3 separate regions of the Mus musculus genome follow, and regions 1 and 2 are each linked to region 3. Evidence: chromatin contacts called from public ChIA-PET and promoter capture Hi-C data. All regions are on one chromosome and are shown on one strand. The core of a region is the stretch at or near the end of the contact, and the rest is flanking DNA. Distances in the headings are between cores, read along the strand shown. Region 1 has its middle 16 kb from the start of 4930428O21Rik. Region 2 holds the start of Atp5k (ATP synthase, H+ transporting, mitochondrial F1F0 complex, subunit E). Region 3 holds the start of Dipk1a (divergent protein kinase domain 1A).

Evidence for each region. Promoter capture Hi-C pulls out the DNA fragments that hold promoters and counts their contacts. ChIA-PET counts read pairs in DNA pulled down with a chosen protein or histone mark.
Region 1: a contact with region 3 is called in an RNA polymerase II ChIA-PET map of effector CD8 T cells, with 5 read pairs. The contact joins the enhancer-like site here to the promoter of Dipk1a in region 3. A contact is called at or near these places in 4 of 39 promoter capture datasets (liver, pre-B cells, stem cell-derived epiblast-like cells and 1 more) and 4 of 115 datasets of contacts at active chromatin or transcription factors (bone marrow-derived macrophages, effector CD8 T cells, fetal liver and 1 more).
Region 2: a promoter capture Hi-C map of liver shows a contact between it and region 3. The contact joins the promoter of Atp5k here to the promoter of Dipk1a in region 3. A contact is called at or near these places in 3 of 39 promoter capture datasets (cranial neural crest, embryonic stem cells and liver), 1 of 115 datasets of contacts at active chromatin or transcription factors (bone marrow-derived macrophages) and 2 of 9 other capture datasets (adipose tissue and liver).

The regions. Positions count from the first base shown.
Region 1 is chr5:107,685,596-107,689,402 of GRCm38.p6, forward strand. No RefSeq gene overlaps it. Among named protein-coding and RNA genes, the nearest start is that of 4930428O21Rik, 16 kb to the right of the region's middle. RefSeq lists an enhancer at 1,167-3,394. Within about 2 kb of position 2,541, at least 218 of the 459 cell types and tissues checked have an H3K27ac peak or open chromatin away from gene starts, as enhancers often do. A contact at or near this core is called in bone marrow-derived macrophages and effector CD8 T cells, where this site is marked.
Region 2 is chr5:108,433,106-108,436,683 of GRCm38.p6, forward strand. Atp5k (ATP synthase, H+ transporting, mitochondrial F1F0 complex, subunit E) reads right to left here and starts at 1,294. Exons shown (of 4, transcript NM_007507.3): 1 at 1,221-1,294; 2 at 921-975; 3 at 626-724; 4 at 141-232. The coding sequence starts at 1,256. The coding sequence ends at 207. Gm34319 (a long non-coding RNA gene) reads left to right here and starts at 1,296. Exons shown (of 3, transcript XR_003955776.1): 1 at 1,296-1,418.
Region 3 is chr5:107,985,616-107,989,320 of GRCm38.p6, forward strand. It overlaps Dipk1a (divergent protein kinase domain 1A), which reads right to left and starts at 1,462. Exons shown (of 5, transcript NM_026062.4): 1 at 1,334-1,462. The coding sequence starts at 1,387.

The sequences.
Region 1 (3,807 bases), core at 1,291-3,790, 300 kb before region 3:
TGGGTTGGCTAGTGTCTTAGCTAGGTTTTACTGCTGTGAACAGACACCATGACCAAGGCAACTCTTTTTTTAAATTAGGTATTTTCCTCATTTACATTTCCAATGCTATCCCAAAAGTCCCCCATACCCTTCCCCCCACTCCCCTACCCACCCATTCCCACTTTTTGGCCCTGGCGTTCCCCTGTACTGAGGCATATAAAGTTTGCAAGTCCAATGGGCCTCTCTCTGCAGTGATGGCCGACTAAGCCATCTTTTGATACATATGCAGCTAGAGTCAAGAGCTCTGGGGTACTGGTTAGTTCATAATGTTGTTCCACCTATAGGGTTGCAGATCCCTTTAGCTCCTTGGGTACTTTCTCTAGCTCCTCCATTGGGGGCCCTGTGATCCATCCAATAGCTGACTGTGAGCATCCACTTCTGTGTTTGCTAGGCCCCGGCATAGTCTCACAAGAGACAGCTATATCTGGGTCCTTTCAGCAAAATCTTGCTAGTATATGCAATGGTGTCAGCGTTTGGAGGCTGATTATGGGATGGATCCCTGGATATGGCAGTCTCTAGATGGTCCATCAACCAAGGCAACTCTTATAAGGACAACATTTAATTGGGGCTGGCTTACAGGTTCAGAGGTTCTGTCCACAATCATCAAGGCGGGAACATGGCAGCATCCAGGCAGGCATGGTGCAGGAGGAACTGAGAGTTCTACATCTTCATCTGAAGGCTGCAAGGAGAAGACTGGCTTCCAGGCAGCTAGGATGAGGGTCTTAAAGCCCACGCCCACAGTGACACATTCCAACAAGGCTACACCTACTTCAACAGGGCCACACCTCCTTAATAGTGCCACTCCCTGGGCCAAGAATATTCAAACCATGACAGCTAGACACCAAGCCCCCAGGATCTGCTTGTCTTTGCCCCCAGAACTGGGATTACAGAACTATGACACTACACCTGGTCTTTAATATGGGTACTGGCAAACTAAACTCCAGGATCCATGTTTATACGGCAAGTTCTCTTCTAACTGAGCCATCTCCCTAAGCTCCCCCAAGTTTCTTACTAAAAATATTCATGACTCTTACATAAAAAACAAAACAAACAAACAAACAAAAAACTTAAAAGAGGTTGATGATGAGATTGGGAGAAATTATTAGCCTTGAGGAAAATATGGCCAGAGCGCTGAGGAAGAATTCAGCTTAGGGAGGGAAAGGACACCCTGAAAATATAAAGAAGTGGGGGGATCTGGAGATGAAGGTCCCAGGTGAGGATGGTGGAAATGGGAACTGGTCACCAGCACAAACCACAGCAGGAAGAGCTGGAAAGGTTTCCAGCAGCTGCTGTGGGGATTCAGGAAGTCAATTAGCAGTAAGAGAAGACAGCAGAGGGGGCTCCAAGGGAGGACCCAGCTACCACGAGGAGTAGGATCTGATCCTGCTGCCAGTAAATGTTTTAGCTGCAGCCAAAAAAGATCTATATGGCCTAGCTAGATCCATCCACTCTGCACAGGTTTAAGGCAAAGCCTGGAGTCTGGATGCCTGGGATTCAATCTGATTTCTAATTTCAGGAGAACTTGTAAAGGTTTTATTTATTGACTTTTGCTAACACTTTTCAAGAATACCCTTCCCTAGGTGGGTGTAGTAGGCACATCGTTAATATTTTACAGGAGCCACGATGAACAAAATGTGAGCATTTAAAATAAGGATGCATCTGACTCTACAGCTGTACAACCCTAATATCATCCATCACACCGTAGTCCCGCCCTCCAACTCAGTGGGGGAGGAAACAAATTAAAGCAACAGATTACAAGCATATCACTGCAGGGCTGAGTGTTTAACATGCTACCACATATTTGGTTTCTGTTCTTTTAAATGCTCACTTGAACTATATGTCCAAAGAATTGTAGGTCTCGAGTAGGCCAAACCAAGGGTTGGAGGTTTCCCATCATGGTCTCCACATGGGCTCCTTTGTTTACACCTAAGCTATCCTGCCACAATAAAGAAATGTATATCTAATATATCCTTGACCTAATCCACCTTTTCCTAGCACCAAAGCCCACTTTGTAACTCTTCCTAAAATGTGCCCACGTGTGTAGGAAAATCCTGACACAATGGAATCTCTTCCCAGGAGGAAGTCTCAGAGGGTACTTCAGACAAACCTGGCCCCTCAAACCAAACCTGTCCCAGGTTCTCCGAAGCCTCCTTACCCTTCCTCCTGACTCCACACGTGACCACGTGTACTTGCCTAGCAGAGGTTGGGGGGGGGGGAGAACAGAAACAATATCTGCTAAAAATAAAACTGAAAATAAACAAAAGTGCAAGCACGAGCTTTACAGGATGGCAACGGGGCATCACGCGCGCCTCACCTCGAAACCAGCCTCGCGGAAGCTGAAGTCCAGCCATGCGCTGCACACACGAAGCTACGAGCGGGCCGCGCTGGGGCTCATGGGGGAAGTGGGCGGGGCGTGGGAGAAGGGGCGGGGCGCTGCAGCAGCTGCGCCGGCCTTGAGTGGAAGCTGGGGACCCGCCCCGCTTCACGCCCGCCTACTTTGCAGCCATCGACCCTGCAAATATTTACCTTGGGATCCGAGAGACTGAAAATATCTAGCCGGAGCCAGATGCGTCGCGTGTCTGTCCCTGAAATATTAGCCAAAGGAGTGATTTAACAAAATCAAATGGCGGGTGGGGCGCCTGCCTGGCGGAGCTGTTGACTTTGCGCCAGCTCTGGTGGAGCAGCCGGTGCTGCGAGTGATTCCGGAGAATGCCAACAGCTGGGAAGCAGGCCAGACCGCGGAGGCAAAGGGTCTGTTTTGGTTTGGGGCGGATCGTTTTACATAAATCAGAGATGTGGATATACACCTTCCTTAGAGGCTCTTAGAAATGCTCTCAAAACAGCCCTGGGGCAGTACACCCGGAGGTGGTTTTGTCTTTCTTGGCTAAAGAAAGAACACTTGCGAACTGACAAGTCTGAGAAATCCAAGTGGGAGCGATGCTCAGGTCCCTTCTGAAAGCCAGCTGCTGGGCTGTCCTGCCAGCGCACTGGCTAGCAGGGTTCACTAGCTCCGTTTACAGTGGACAACCTGCGAGTGAGGGCCATGAGACTCACTACCTTCCAGGGCTGCTTTGTGACAGTGAGTGAGCTTCTCACGGATCGGTTAGTGCCATGGTAGTGTTGAAACAAGCTGTTTGTGAGGGAAGACTTCAAATGCAACTCCACAAACCTTTAGCGAAGAATCCAAAGGGGATCATTTGATGACATCTTCGAACATAAAGAAAATACAAGGCATGAGCAAGAACAAATAACTCCTCCCTGTAAAAATAAATAAATAAAAGATATATCAGGGGTGTGGCCTCAGTGGATGGCGCTACCCTGACACAGGCAGAAACACACTCACAGGAGGCAAGCTGAGCTCCACTCCAGAGAATTCCCCAATCCTAGTTAGTGGTCTTCAGAAAATCGTAATCTGTGTCTAGTCCTCTCCTGTTTAATGGTAAAATTGAAAGCTGACGATTTTATTCGTTAGTGTTAGGGATAAAACCAGGTTCTAGTGCATATCAAATAACCATAAACTCTGACACTGAACTACAAATTCCTCAGCTCCTGGTTGGTTTATTGGGTTTTTCGTTGATGCTTTTTACATTTTAAAAACACTTAGTTATTGTGTATGTATGCATATCAGAAGACAACTTTTAGGAGTCCGTTTTCTCCTTCCGCATTGTGGTTCTGGGAATCAAACTCAGGTCCTTAGGATGAGGAGCAAGCAATGCTGAACCATCTGGCTGACCCCTGTTCGTCTCCTCCCGACCCTTGCTTCTCTGT
Region 2 (3,578 bases), core at 44-2,543, 450 kb after region 3:
TCTGTGTGTCTGGTAATGATCATTAATTCCTTTGAAACTCCACCCACTGCACCCCACCCCCGACCCTCCCTACCCAAGGAAAAGCCAGGATGCAACCACAGAGCCGGTACCTAGAAGCAAACAGTAAAGAGAGAGGAAGCCACAGCATCACACAATGAAGCTTTATTCGTTCTCAACGACTAGAGAAAAGCAAGCTCGCTGACGCCTCACTTGAGAATGCTGTCATCTTGAGCTGAAAAGTGAGAAGAGACCATGTCAAACATTATACAGACTTGGGCCACCTTACGGGGACTTGGGCTTTAAACAATCAAGAATCTAATTCCAAGAGAACCCTAACTTCATTACTAAAACCATCCTTTGCATCCCCAACTGCCTTCTCCATCTGACTGGAATCCACAGGAAGTCAACACAGAGGGGTCAGAGAGCCTGCTCAGCAGTAACCTCTCGAAAGGCAATTTGCAGATGCTACCCAAGAGAAGGGGCAGTATGCCTCTCACACTCCACTGGGCTCCACGGAGGACAGCACTGGACAAAACAGTCATGGGATGAGAGGCAGCCCCTGGTCCACTAAGCAGCAGCTACTTCCAGAAAACTCGGGGGTGTTGGGAGAGGCTAAAAGCCATACCTTCCGCCAGTTCTCTCTCAATCCGTTTCAACTCATCTAGTCTCTTCTTTTCCTCCGCTGCTATTCTCCTCTCCTCCTCTGCCCGGGGTTTTAGGTAACCTGGGGGGGAGTGGAAGCAATTAACTTCTCTGAAAATGCTGCTTCGTGAAAAAGCCGACTCCAAAATCTCCAGATAGCTGTTCCCACCTGCCCCCCTCTAGGGCCTGGCATCATCTCCCTCCCAAGGAACTGCAGGCTCGAGCAGTGTCACACAGCCTTTCACCCGGAATCCCGTTCTCCCGGTCCCCAAACTCACTGTAGCGCTTGGCGCCGTATGCCATGCCGATGATCAGAGCGGAGTACCGGCCGAACTGCAGAAGAAAACATTATAGTAGAAGGCACACCGAGGGAACAAGGGGATCGCAGGGGTCGGACATCGAGGAGTACTGGGAGAGGGAGTACGGGGCGGGTGTGTGTGCAAGGGTTGCAGGGCCGGGATTGCTCGAGACCACAGCCAGCAGTCCCAAGGGTGGGCAATGCTAAGTCACGGGAGGGGAGGGGAAAGGGGGCATAGAGGAGCTTTGAGCACCGCGCAACAACGGGGATGAGGATTCACCTTGATGAGTGGAGAGACCTGAACCGGGGGCACCATTTTGTCCGTGACCTTCGCGCCGGAAGCTCAACTGAGGCGGAAGACAGAGAATGAAAGCCGCCTCCTGAAGCCAGAAAGGCGCATGCGCCGCAGTGAAAGCGCTGCCCCCTAGCGACTGGAGGATAGCCGAGCGTTCCCACGGGGCTGGTTACTACTCTCCAGGTAGGAAGTCTAGGCTGTTAGTGTAAGCTGGCTTCAAAAGGGTGGTGACACAGAGCCTCGTTACTTCAGCACCGGCGTGTAATGACTGACCAGCCCTGGAATCTGTCGCCCACCTGTTGTGGACTGGAGCACGCAAACAATCCCTTTATCTCTTGGAACAGACGAGCACACCTGGCCGACTCCAGCGGCCCATTGGGTGCGGTGGGTTTGGGCATGAGATTACAGAACTTGTATTGGCCCTTCCTGAGAGGTCAGCAACCTTCCAGGGCTTTCCTGCAATTTCCGGCATTGGACACATATGTCCTCCGACCAGTGTTTTCTCGCCCAGAGCTCCTAATTTCCATTGGGCTTTACAGGTAATGTTCATCCAAATGAGGCTAACCCCTGCATCTCCCTGCCCACACTCTCAGGACTACAGATCCTGAGTCCTATTGACCTCCTTTTCAGGCCTCATAGAGACTGACCATGGAGCACCCAGATTGCCAAACTTACCTTTCTGCAGTCCATGTCCCCAGAGTGGGTACCTCTCTAGCAGCCATGTCGGTCTAGACCAACCCTTTGTGATCCCTTTGGCAAACACTTATCTCCAAAAGTATTTACATTATGACCCATAACAGTAGCAAGATTACAGTTATAAAGTAGCAATGAAAATAATGTTATGTATGGGGAGGGTCACATAAGGAGCTGTATTAAAGGGTCACAGCATTAGGAAAGTTGAGCATCATTGGCCTGGGATGGGGCAAGATGGAGACAAGGTGATTATCAGCTGTGTCTATTGGCAAGCATCTTTGTGTACATCTGTCATAGTATAGATTGTAGCCACCCACTGAATGGCTGGCTTTACCCCAATGCCCCATAGTGACTTGAAATCTTCCTAAGGCTGTTGATTGAACCAGCCTCCTCAGTTTTGCATTGCACCAGGGCTTGGAAAGGTACACAGTCTGTAGGGATGGGGTATCTTTTCCTGACTCTTTATAGTCCATACTTATAAAGAGAACATAATTATGAATATAAAGTGGATAAAATGCAGCAATGAAAACTGCAGGACTCATAATAGGTACCCAGCTCTCCGGGGCCATCAGAAGAGGAACCATTGCCCTAGGCTCTGGAACTTTGCCTACATTTGATCTGGAGTCAAAGCCCTAGTTCTTCTCTGTTAGAATCCTAGAAATGTTCCTAAACTGAGACGAGAATTACCCAGGCCATGTGCCACAGGTGCTCCACATACTCTTACCTTGCCTTTGAGACGTTCCTCACTCCCATCCCTACCTGAGCCACAGTGAGATTCCTGCCCTCCTGCCAACTCACTGCTCCCCAAGGAAGCTGCAAAGGCATGCTAACCTACAAGGCACCAAGTAAACTTCCTCACCCCTCATGGTCATCTACACATTGAGCCCCCTCCCTTCCCTGATCTTGAGCAACTGGTTAGATAACTTATGTGATCAAACAGGTTTCCCTCATTAAATCTTAAAATAAACCTGACTCCTTAGCAGCTCAAGCTTCCAGAACTGCAAGTGTCTTTGGGGGTCCAAGGGGAGTGTGGATTGAGGGGTGGGTACCAAGGGGAGTGTGGATTGAGGGGTGGGTACCAAGGGGAGTATGGATTGAGGGGTGGGTACACAGAAGCTACATGGCGTAGAGGCAGAAGAGGCTTACAATACACACATTGGCACAAGCATACACACGGATGGCTTGACATCTGCTGTTGCTTGGGGTCATTTGTCAGGCAGTGGAAGTGGTTAAGGTTCCACATAGCTCAGGACACCAGTAGGAGGATTCTGCACCTGTTGGGGACAGCTGTGTGCAGAATCTAAATATTCCCAGTGTGCTGCTATCTTTAGTGCTGTGCCCAGGCTCAGCCAAGATCCTCCCTTGGGTCTTGCCCTCTCAAATTCAGAGCTTACCACCCCTGTAGCTGGGCTGAGCCCAACTGAGGCCCTTTACTCTCAACTATCATTCCCACACCTGGACAAACACCCACCTCTGGTAATGTGGAAGATGTCACAGTTTAGAAATGTACCAGGGTAGGAGTTACCCAGCTATCAGATGCACAATCCATTCCCACTTGTCCCATCTGTGGCTGCTGAGGTCCTACTTCCTGCTCCTCTTATTTATGCTCTAAACTATGGGACTGTGGGGGCTCTCATCTGCTCACTTCAT
Region 3 (3,705 bases), core at 212-2,711:
AACACACTAAGTGTTTGTCATTAATGTAAGCATAACTATTTGTAAAACTAATTTTGTTTGCGTGGTGTCGGGGATTGAATCCAGAACTCTTAATTTCTAACCTTAACCACATCAGAAAACCTTTGTACAGTTATAGCGCCAAAGATTGCATTCACATCTGTGGAAAACATTTAAAGCCAAAACTAAAGCCTAAAGCTCTACCAACTCCAAAAATTAATAATAGAAAGCTAAGTAGTTTAAGTTCAAAGATTTTAAACATGCCCAAATACTTTAACCTGGAGGGGTGGAATGCTAGACTAGGTTCTAATACTGGTACTCAAGGCACAACTATTTCTGGTGGCGCTGCTACAAACATTCAGTTTTACACCCTTAAAACCATGAGTTGTCAAGTCAGTCTCTCAATCTGGGTTTCTCTCGTTTCGATGTAATGACTTACACTTGCAAATTTCAAATTAAAATATAAGATTTATTTGGACAGTAACGGTTTCTCCTCAACTTTTTCTTTTTTTTCCATACTCATAAGAAGCACACCAACAACTGACCTAAATACACGTCCCATGTCGTCAGGCCTTTTAATGTAAGCAGTGTCCTCTAGAGACATATAACAATACTGCCAATGTGTGAGGCATTGATTTGTAGTTGTTTTTCCATCCGAGCTATGGATTTGTGCTCAGCTACTCACGACGTCTACTAGGTCCCCCTGGTGACCAAACAGTGCACCAAAGCAGCAGGAGGGTTCTAAAGCCTACTGACAGCGGAACAGAAAATCATGAAAAATTAACACGGCAACAGTACACACGACGTGACTGTGAATTGCGTTCGCACTGCTGGCGGGCTGAGTGAAGAGCCGTACAACGGTCACCATCCCCTTTTTGCAAAAGCATCGCCTCGATCGAGCTTGCCTACTCCTCCCTCCCATTTAAACCAGAGATGTGATGAGAACACCAAACCCAGGGGATCTGCACGAGGCACAGCTACTGGCTGGGACTTGGGGAACCACTGGTATGACAATCGGTCACGATTCTGTGGAGCATGGAGGAATGACACACCACCCTTTCCTACCCCAGACACAGAGTCAGGAATGGCAGGTCGAGGGGGGGCCCTTGGGGAAAGCGGGAGAGCACGCAGAGGAGGGACCGCGGCGCGTCCGGGGCCGGGACTCAGAGGGGCTCAGGGCTGGGGCGGCGCCCGAGGAGCGGGACCAGGGCTGGGAGGGCGCGCCGCCAGGTGCCGGTCCGCAGGAGGCGGCGGGGCGCGCACGGAGGGAGGACGGGGCGCTGAGTCCCGCGTGGCGCGGAGCGGAGGGCGCGTGGCGGGGCCGCGGCCGGCCTACCTGGAGGTAATGGGGTTTCCTCAGCCAGGCCCCCGCGCAGAGACTCCTCGCCATGGCACTCACATCGCCCCGCCGCGCCGCAGTCGGAGGCGGACCCGAGCGCGGCCGCCCGCCGGCCTCCCCGCCCCTGCCCCGCCGGCCCGCCCACGGCCCGCCCCCGGCGCGCGCTCCCCGGGGCCGCGCTGCGGCGAGGGCGGCGGGTAGCGGAGGCCGGCTCCGCGCGCAGAACCCCACCCCCACCGCCAGCCGCGGCGGTCGTCAAGGCGCGGGCGCGGGGCTCCGCCATAAAGGGGAGTCGAGCCTCGCGTCCGCCGACACAAATCCGCCTGCGCCTCCGTGCTTAAAGGGGAGGCGCGGACGGGGGAGGGGTACGGCCGAGGCGGGTGCGAGCAGCACGGGGGTGCGCAAAACGTGGGCTCCGTGGAGCGCCCACTTCACTGTGAGGCTTGCGGCTTCACGCGCGGAGTCCCGCCGTCCGCGCTCTGGACCTGTGCGAGCGGATTGCACGGAAATTCTGTGGATGCTTAGAGCTGCATCCTAGGCGACCAACTAACTCATAGATCCTCTCCAGGGAAAGGAGGCTCTCCGGAGACGCGACCACCGCTATCTAGGGGAGGAAGGGACTCCTTCCCGCTCAGTTCTGCGTGGCCTTCCAGACACTTCGCCTCTTTGCGTACCTTAAATTTAATGCAATTTTTTTCTTTTATTTCTTTTTCTTTCTTTTTTACCATTTCGACTTTTTGAAGTTTGCATTGTTTGCAAAACAGCCTCAGAGTTTTCTTGCCTCTACCACAGAATCATGATTCACACGTTAAATACATAATTAAATAAATAAATGCCGGATAAATACAGTGAAGGCAGGAGACCTTCTAGGATATAGCAGAGCAGCTCAGTTAAGGCTATACACCTCAAGGCGTTGCTTTCTTCTGTTGACACTGATGGCCAAATAAGGGAGAAGGGGCCACCCTGGGAGGAGTACAGCTATTGATCTGAGTGACTTCAATGCAGGGAGATGCAGGTCCTACTTCATTTTTTTCCCTTGCTATGCCGTACTTTATGTTTCTAGTGCTTTCAGTTTCTGGAAACAGGTCTTTAACCTGGATAATATTTTGTTACTCGCAAAGAAGTGCATGAGCCACTGACTTTCACTTTTAATTAAATGACTTCAGTAATTTCTAAAGTAAAAGTAAATATGAGCTGGGCATGGTGACTCATGCCTGTAATTCCAGCACTTGGCCAACCGGAGCTACTTAAGACAAAGACAGACAAAGGGAGGGAAGGAAGAAGGAGGAAAGGACGGATCCTACCGGTTTCCTTTAGTTGTTTTTTTGTTTTTTGTTTTTTTAAAGATTTATTTATTACTTATTATATGTAAGTACACTGTAGCTGTCTTCAGACACTTCAGAAGAGGGAGTCAGATCTCGTTACGGATGGTTGTGAGCCACCATGTGGTTGCTCAGATTTGAACTCCGGACCTTCGGAAGAGCAGTCGGGTGCTCTTACCTGCTGAGCCATCTCACCAGCCCTTTTTTTTTTTTTTTTTAAGATTTTATTATTTATATGTGTATGTCTGCCATATTTGTGTGATTGCTTATAAAAGCCAAAAGAGGGCATCAGAACACCTGGGGCTGGAATTTCAGTTGGTTTTAAGCTGCCCAACTTGGGTGCTGGGAACCAAACTCGAGTTCTCTGGAACAGCCAGAAGCCCTCTTAACCACGGAGCAATCTCTCCAGCTCTGCAATAAGTATTTTCTTAGCATCCAGACACTGTTCAAATTTTTTTGCTATGTACACAAAAAGACAAAGCAGGCAGAATTCCTAACTTTATGGATATTACATTTTGGAGATGAGAAGACAGGCAATAAATAATAAACACAATGACTATAGAGAAGTCTGGTAAGAGCCAGTTGTGGTGACATGCCCACAGTCATAGTACTTGGGAGGTGTAAACAGATCAGGAATTCAAGGACAGCCTCAGCCCAGCTCACCTGCACAATTTGGAAACCCTATCTCAAAATAAAATAAAATAAAATAAAATAAAATAAAATAAAATAAAATAAAATAAAACAAAACTGGTCAAGGCCAGGTGAGGTAGTAGCAAGCAGATATGTGTGAGTTCAAGACCTGCCTGGTTTATATAGCTAGTTTCATGCCAGCCAGTGCTTCAAGGTAATGGGGTAGTGAGAGGTAGAGAAAACTACAGACAGTTGGCTAGGAGATCAAGAGTTTATTTGCTCATGTTACATTTAAGTATGTATTTGGAATTCAAGTGGTGTCTGGGTTTGGGGTTTCAGTTTTTTTAAATCAAGGATGCATATAGGCCAGGCTGGCCTTGAACTCACAATCATCCTGCCTCTACTCCCAAGTGCTGG